Regions from separate parts of the Drosophila melanogaster genome. Here all the other regions are linked to region 1. A link is a contact called in public Hi-C data. All regions are on one chromosome and are shown on one strand. The core of a region is the stretch at or near the end of the contact, and the rest is flanking DNA. Distances in the headings are between cores, read along the strand shown. Region 1 holds the start of CG32369. Region 2 holds the start of lqf (liquid facets). Region 3 holds the start of CG7546.

Region 1 (2,700 bases), core at 169-2,668:
AGCAGCGCCAACTATTTGAGAAATGGGAGCTGTATAACCGGTACACAGTCAAAATTTAATTATATAATTGTACATGGTATTAAAATATATGGTACTACTAAAATAACGTTAATTGCTAAACAATTAAAGATTATTGAGATTCTACAACTCAGAAATTTGAAAATATATATTAGAATAAATTTTGTTAATTTTAATATGTTTTAATCTGTAAACTTTCAAGCTTTGTTTTTTTTTTGAATGCAGGCTTAAACCAGACCCAGACCTGAGGCAAAGCAATTCGATTACTTCCCTATGGGGAAATGTTGCAATAAATGCGAGCAATGCTCAAACATAAGCGGACTCCACTCGCCCGCCCCGCATATTTTTATACTGTCCAAGACTTACGAAAGCGAAAAATGAGTTAACAACAACGGCCACTCAAAATGTTAATGGAAACGCAGCAGCAGCAGCAGCAGCAGCAGCATGAAAACTGGTAGTATGCAGGCAACCGCTAACAGACAACGTTGAACTTGAGCTTGAAATACAAGCCAAGCGGAGCCAAAAGAGAAAGACGGGAAGTAGGGGGAGGGGAAGCGATACGCGGTTGTTATAAGCCAAGTTTGTCGACAACTGCATTTGTTGATCAACCCAAATGAGGTCAACGCGTCGTATACGTAATTTGCGTTAAATGACAAAACAATATGTAATAGCCACACAACACTTACGAAACGCAGATATTCGATATTACAGACGAACTTTAACAACTCTGAGCTCTATCGGGATAGGAAATCTATAGCTTCAAAACCTGTTTAAGGATTATAAAATTAATACATCTTGTAATGACATGTCTGAGAATTAATCAACTTATATTTTCACAGTTTAATCTATTGTGTATTTTGTTATACAAATTTCGTTATTAATTTTATAAGTTATTTGAGTAAGCTTTTATTCTATTTTACATAATCTAAAAACTATATTTGCGTATTAAACAAAATTACAAAATTTTATATATGTAATTTAGTTTAAGTAACAGAAAATCGACCGTATCTGTTGTGATTATTGATGTTTGCTTGGTGTTTATATGGCTGTAGTCTGTTGAGTGGCGCCGGAAATGCGCATCATACGATAAATGACGCCCACTGGCAAACTAGCACCCCCAACACCACCCACTATCCCCCAACCCAATAGTTTTGCAAATCACCCACCGCAGCCCCCGCTGCCCCATCATTTTTCTTGGCGTCGCCTGTTGTGACAGTTGACGGTTTGCCGGCAAAAATTAAAAAAAAAAATAAAATGCCAGAGAGAGAAGTGCTAAACAAAGAGAGCTCAAGGCACAGACATCGATGACGCAACAGACACATCCACGGAGGCGTAAGAGAGTCGACCCCAAAAGAGAGCGCCAATTTTTCGCTCCAAGCCAACGACTGACTTTTCACAGCAGTCATTCGCTGTTGAACAGCGGCCGTGGCAAGTTCAGACAGCAGGGAGAGTTTGAAAAAAAAAACCAGGCCGTAATACAAATACAAAAAGCAAAATAATAAAAATTATACAAAAAAAAAGTATGAATAATAAAAAAGGCAAATAAAAAAGCAACAAAGTGGAGCGCACCCCATAAGCAAATCATCGCCGAGCCACTCGAACACGTTGCCGCCGTTGCTGCTGTTGTCGCTATTTCTTTCGCCCAGTGCGTTCGCTCTCTCTCTTTCTGTCTCGTCGCGTAACGTAAGCGTATTACAAAACAAACGCCAACGTAATCAAAGAAATAAATAAAATAAAATAAAGGTGCTCGCTCGCGTGTTTCTCGGTGTGAATAAATGAAATAAATAAATTAGTCACAAAATATAAAAAGGGGGTCCAAGTGCAGCCCCCCCCAAATTGCCGCACACCCTTTACGAGAAAGAAAGAAAAAAAGTTAACCCGTGTGTGCGGCGGGGTTACGTAAAGCCGACGGACAAGCGCCGTTCCAAGTTCTTACAAAACAAAAAAAAAAATATATATAAATATCAAACAACACATAACACGAGTGAATAGATTCCCCAATTCGATTTTTTCGCACGCGTGTGGCTATAAATTTTTGGCAAACAAAAATATATACAACTAAATACAACAACAAAATTTTAAATAAATTGCAAGAAGAAGAGGGAGAATTTCGTGTGTTAGTGTGTGTGTCTGTGTGTGATTCTTGAGCAACAGTACACGCCGCACCCCCCGCGAAAAACCTACCCTTTTTTGGGGAAAAACAAGGAGGCGCGGTTCAACAGCGACAGGTAATTCCATTTCTGCGCTCTCTTTGCCACTCTTTCGGGTTCTCTTTGTGTGTGTTACGACATCAAACCACATGCTATGCCTCTGTTTTCAATGTGAATGAACGCTCGACAAAGTTGCGTTTTCAAAGATTGGCACATTCAAGTCTCTCTCTTAGTTTTTCGCTCTTTGTCGGGGAAAACAGTTTTTCATTTGCTATCTGCAATGATTGTGAAAACAAAAAGTGCACTGCTTGAGTCTAGCGGAGGGAAAACTGCAGGGGCGGCTCTTACGTGTTGCCATATTTTTAAAGGCATTACTAAGCGTTTTTTCCGCGCTGCTTTGTTGACGTTCTGTGGCCAATTGAATTCGGCCTGCACTTGATAATCATTTATATTTAATGTGTGATAAAACTTCCGTGGAAAAATATATATCTTAACGATTTCGCGATAAATTAGCTCAGATAAGCAAAAAACA
Region 2 (2,700 bases), core at 130-2,629, 280 kb after region 1:
TCAATTCTCTTACAATCTTGGGATTAACAAAACTTAAAAATTTAATACATATTTAAAAATTGAATTGAATTCGCAAAGATCTGAGGATTGGAAATTATAATTTTGGTTGTTTCGACTTAAGGAGAGAATACTGCAAACAAACATTGAAGATTGTACAACGAAAGACCATAATAATAATAAAATGTCTGTGTTAAACATCTGCTTATCTGGTATCTACGTTACTTTCGCAAATGAAATGTTTGCTTTTGGTTTATGGTTATCTTGAGATGTTTTTCTATTAGCACCTCAAACAGGTGGAAAGGGCTAGCCGCTGGTGACGAAGGTCACTGCTCGCTCGCTGATGCTGCCCACTGTGCCACACGATCGCCGGGCCCCTCCTCGATCCGCCTCGGCGTCCCCCATCACCTCCTCCATACCGCTGGCACTGTTGCATTTTCCAATGTTGCTGCATCTGTTGTAAATGCGGGCGTATATTAGGTATCATTTGTATATAATATATTAATGGCTACATGGGTGCTTTCTGTGGCTGTGTGCGTATGATAACGAGCCAGAAATGCGATTAGATTTCATTTGTGACACTAGAACTACTCGCACCTACACACACACGTATACGCACACGGACGCACTGATTGGGGGGCACACGAATGTGCGAAACTTCATTCATTACTCATCCGCCCCCCCTCGCAAACATAAACCCGTTTCCACCCACGCCCCTGGCAACCCTGGATCCACTATGACTAATCACTCGACCGGCTAACGGCAGTTATCAAATAAAAAAAAAAACAACAAAAAACAAAAGCCAAAGAAGCGCTATCAATAAGCATATGTTGTAAAAAACGGTTAGCGGGGAATTACGTTTAGACAAGGGGGATCTATAATTACGGAAAATTATTATTTAAGAAAAAGAAGCCCCAAAGAGAAAGAGAGACAGAAATATGTTTGTGGCCCCCTCCCACTTACTCTTTCGCTCACCTGCAATGTTTCTGTTATTGTTGGTTTTGTTGCTTCACTGCAGTTCGCCTTTGGTTGTGTGTGTGTGCGTGTGGGGGCTCCGCTCGGCTGTGTATGTGTGTGTCTGTGTGTGCGACTCCTCCTCCCCAACTAGTTTTCTTTTCTATATTTTACGACTTTCTTTTCTTTCTTTTTTCGGACTCGAATAGACACGGTCACAAGATGACGATGACGACAATGCGACGTCAACAAAGGGGGAAAATAGTATAGCTGCGCGCACGATATGGATATCCAAAAATCCTGGCACTCTATCGGGTTTATAGGGCTCTCGACTGCGATTGCGATGATATTGCAACTTATTTACCCTTTGCACTCTGCGCACAAAACACGAATTATTATTTCTTTCTCTGCTTTTCGCTTTGCACTAGTGGTGGACCAGAATTGATGGGCACTCGAAATATCGCGATATCGATTTATTCCTGAACCTATCGGTTCTTATCAGTTTGGAGTATAAGTATTTTAAAAATACTAGCTCACAGAAGAGCAAAATTATTCCTGTTATTTAATTATATTCATTTGCTTTTGGTATGTAAAATTTATAAAGGAATAACAATTTATCTTTGACCATCAACTACCGTCGTTCTTTTTATTTTTCTATATGTACAATAAATATTTAAGCTTTTAATTAGTAGAATGTTAAAATTATCTACAAGTTGTTTACATAGTAATTTAAATGTAACGCCGATATTTTTGAGTTGTCATCCCGATTTTTAAACATGATACTCGATGATATCGATAGCTGTGACAAATCACCTATCGATATCACTTGCATTCTCAAACTTACCAAACTGTGGTGAATTTGCTTGCGTGAAAGTGATAACTTTACTTCTCTAAAGTATTTACAGTTGTGCATGGATATTTTCAACATCAAGATTTAAAATTCTGTGTTCTTCTAAATATATTTTCTTATTGTTAAATTAGATAATCATTTGGTTTTTAGATTCTTGTTTTTGTGAGCTGCGAATATCTTAGTTCCCACCTCTACCGTTAGCGGTTACCCAAAATGGCGCCAACAGAACATTTTCAAAAACAAAAAAGGAACTTTGCACTTCCGTTTCAACCATTTTATGAAAAACAACGGCAAGAACATTGCCAAGTTCTTTAAGAAGAGAACAACAAACTCGACTTTTATTTATGATTTTATTTAGAATACCATTTTCATTTTCGTATAATTACACGCTAAAATCTATTTTCTCATTTTGTTAACGAACTGATAACAATATATTTTCTCGTTTTTTTTTATTCGTATTTTTTTCAGTTTGTGCATGTGCACGACTACGGCTGTGTTTGTGTGTGTGTGGTTTTGTGTGTTTGTATGTGAGTGAGTGCTTTTCGTTATTAACATTAGCTCGATGCGATTTGTTGTTGCTGTCGTTTAACTCTAAGTACCTACTTGTAGATGTTCAACGTTCATACGTGTATACAGTTATTAAATATATATAATGTGCATATGCAGTTGCATATTCGATATCGCCAACTTCCTGTTTCTATCGGTCTTGCTTTCGTTTTTTAATTTCACGGTTTGTTTCAATTTATTTTTTATGATCATACTAAACCAGCGGAAAATATATCACCCATTTCGATGTGTTTCAATGTATCAATGTATCAGCTCTAGATATTTAAGAGATTTTAAAATACATAATTTATATATTTGGATTGTTTTCTGCAAATAGTTTAAAATTCCGTGAA
Region 3 (2,700 bases), core at 104-2,603, 300 kb after region 1:
AGCTTCGGCTGTTCTCTGCTGGCTCGTCTCGCCATTCTCATTGGTATAAACCGTGGGCAGCTGAACCACCGTATAGTTGCGTGCTCCTGTATGCGAAAGAGCAGCGGTCACGGCATCTTGGACCATATCGATGATGTTATTGTTGCGTGGCAGATCAGTCGAGGAGACACCTACTTCCACGACTGTGGACTCCATCGACCAGCGACCGCGCTGCAGAATGTCCAGTGATTGATTGTTCAGGCCAACGGCAGGATTTTCCAGATAAGCTGCTATATTGTCAGCGCAATCGATCATGTGCAGGGCGACCGTGATGCGGTTAATGCAGAAGGACGACGAGTTGGGATAACGATTCGGTGGAGGACGTGTCTGCTAAGATACGTTTAAATACGCGTGTTGAAAGAGCTTTCATCTTAATGGCTTACCCCAGCTACTGGACCATTGTTCACCGGTATGGCCATGGTGCCCACCAGCATTCCATCGAGGGCGCGGAAGTACGGAGAAGTACGCATTCCGGGCGGCGGCGGACGTGCCACATTGCGGAAGGTTCGCATGGGTTCATCATTGTTGCGGGCATTGGCTCCGCGCTGCGAGAATGGTGGTCGTTCGGCCACATGGAGCACCTTGCCATCCACATCTGCATGGGCATTGATATTGTTGTATTAGATATAAGTGCATATATATATGTGGGTGCTCCCGGGGGCATGACTCACCATATTCCTTCACCTGCTTATCATCGACCAGAACGCGACCCTGGTAGATGATACGCTGGTTTTCCGCCGCAATGTTAGTCTTCTCGGCTATTTGGTCCTTGAACTGGCGGATGGTGAGCTGGAAATGGGTGGGGTGCATGGATATAAAGAAGCCCCTAGACCTGGACACACAACCTCAAACATTACCTCATTGTCGATGCTGAATTCGTGGATGCGCGCATCTAAGGTCTTCACCTTAAGGTTTATGAGCATTTTCCGGCCGGACTGCGTCGCAAATCAATTGAAAATCTCGTTTTTCTTTCGGTTTTCCCCGTGCCGTGCAAAAAAACAGTCGAAAAGGGTTCGTTGGTGGAGGGGGGAAGGCGGGGAATCTTGTCGGTGTCGCTGTCACCTGCTCTCTCGCTCGCACTCGCTGTCGTTGGCCTTTGGCTTTTCCGGACACGTTTTCGCACTGCTCAACTAGCGGTAAATATGTATACGTTTTCACTGATCTCCGCCTGCTTTCGGATCGGGCAAATATATGCTGGGCTTCTATGCTAACGCGCCGAGCGACTTTGCAATTCAACAACAGCAGTGGACGAGAATAATTACTGGAATTTGACAGTGTGGCAGTGTTGCCAACTCTCGGAGTGAAAGAGCAGCCAAATGCCATCTTGTAAAAAGCTAAACTAGCAGGTATTGATAAATAAATTCCGTTTTAAAGCAAAAATTAAGCGATCTGTCAAAAATGATATGTATTGTATGGAGCAGTTGAAAATTATTTTATTGAGTTTGGTAACGATTACAAAAATTGGAATATGCAGATAAATAACCTTTTTTCTGAAGCTTAAAATATATTATAACAAAAATATATTATAACAACTTGTCTTAAGATTAAAATATAATATATTATATTAATTTGTCTGAAGTTTAAAATATAATAGCTGCATATGTCTACAAAATAGATAAGTTGCCAGCTCAGCATATAGTACACAAAATGTCCTAAAATACCCAAATTATTATTTCAGTGGCAAACACAAAGAAGAATACAGCACTGTTAGCATTGACTCAAACCAGAGTGCACGAATTTTTTTCTTGTCTGGCAGCCCTAAAAACCACTTAGGCGGTTCTTTTGAATTTGTACTAAATATATTAATCTGTTTTATTTATATTGTTTTTGAACATTCTTTGCTATCCTAACCTAACCGAAAGGTATAATATCTCCAGGGAATTGCCTAGACTCTTGCCCACAATGTAAAGCGTGTGGGGCATGAGCGAGATGAGCGCTATAAAAACGTTTAAAGAACTGCACATGTGAAATACAATTCACCCATCAACCTTTTCGCCCCTAACCCCACACCAACCCTTAATCACCCCACCGCCTTTGACTGCATCCTGTGGGAATTTTTGGGCACTGCACATGAAAAGCGGCGTTTGAATAATAAAGAAAAGAAAACACGGAAAACAGGGGAAAGTCAGCCAAGACGCAAAGGTGTAGGGCAACTTTTCGCTTTGAATATTTAAGTGGCGCTGTGGCATCGGTAGTGGAAGTAAAATAAGCAGAAGGCTGCGAAGGAAAGCCAACCGCAGCTAACACAATTTTTCGCATACCCCTTGCCGGAATTGTGCGGAAATTTGATTTAATGTCTGCGATTGTGAGCCTTTCCACGGGCTCAAAGTGATTGCGACGAGCCCTTATTTTCCGGACTGAAAAGATGCCACGGAAATGGGCAGTGGCAGATTGCCGAGTGCACCATTCTCTTTGAGGATTTTTTTTTTTTTTAACTGAGTTTTTAGCAAGCAATTGAATGATTAATTACAGTATTTTCAAAAAAATACCTTGCTTAAAGTTTGTAGATTTTTTTTTTAATAATAAAAGATGTTTTTGTAAGCTTGTTGTCAGGATATATGCTATGTTTAAATGTTTGATTCCCAATTAAGCATTTTGAGAAAATTGATGTACAAATTACAAACAGTTAATTGTATTAAAATGCTCAGCCTACATTTCGCT

The links. Hi-C and Micro-C count contacts between places; a contact is called where the count stands out from the background.
Region 2: a contact with region 1 is called in a Hi-C map of the Kc167 cell line, with 1.9 times the contacts expected there. A contact is called at or near these places in 3 of 107 Hi-C or Micro-C datasets (the Clone 8 cell line, the Kc167 cell line and the S2 cell line) and 1 of 7 datasets of targeted methods (the Kc167 cell line).
Region 3: a contact with region 1 is called in a Hi-C map of the Kc167 cell line, with 1.6 times the contacts expected there. A contact is called at or near these places in 1 of 107 Hi-C or Micro-C datasets (the Kc167 cell line) and 1 of 7 datasets of targeted methods (the Kc167 cell line).

Annotation. Positions count from the first base shown.
Region 1 is chr3L:7,808,543-7,811,242 of dm6, reverse strand. It overlaps CG32369, which reads left to right and starts at 1,418. Exons shown (of 7, transcript NM_001259731.3): 1 at 1,418-2,246.
Region 2 is chr3L:7,527,459-7,530,158 of dm6, reverse strand. lqf (liquid facets) reads right to left here and starts at 1,379. Exons shown (of 9, transcript NM_001274597.1): 1 at 973-1,379. It overlaps ltl (larval translucida), which reads right to left. Exons shown (of 4, transcript NM_001274595.1): 4 at 2,146-2,700.
Region 3 is chr3L:7,509,639-7,512,338 of dm6, reverse strand. CG7546 reads right to left here and starts at 1,353. Exons shown (of 10, transcript NM_168217.4): 1 at 897-1,353; 2 at 711-828; 3 at 423-634; 4 at 1-366. The coding sequence starts at 962. It also overlaps asRNA:CR45896.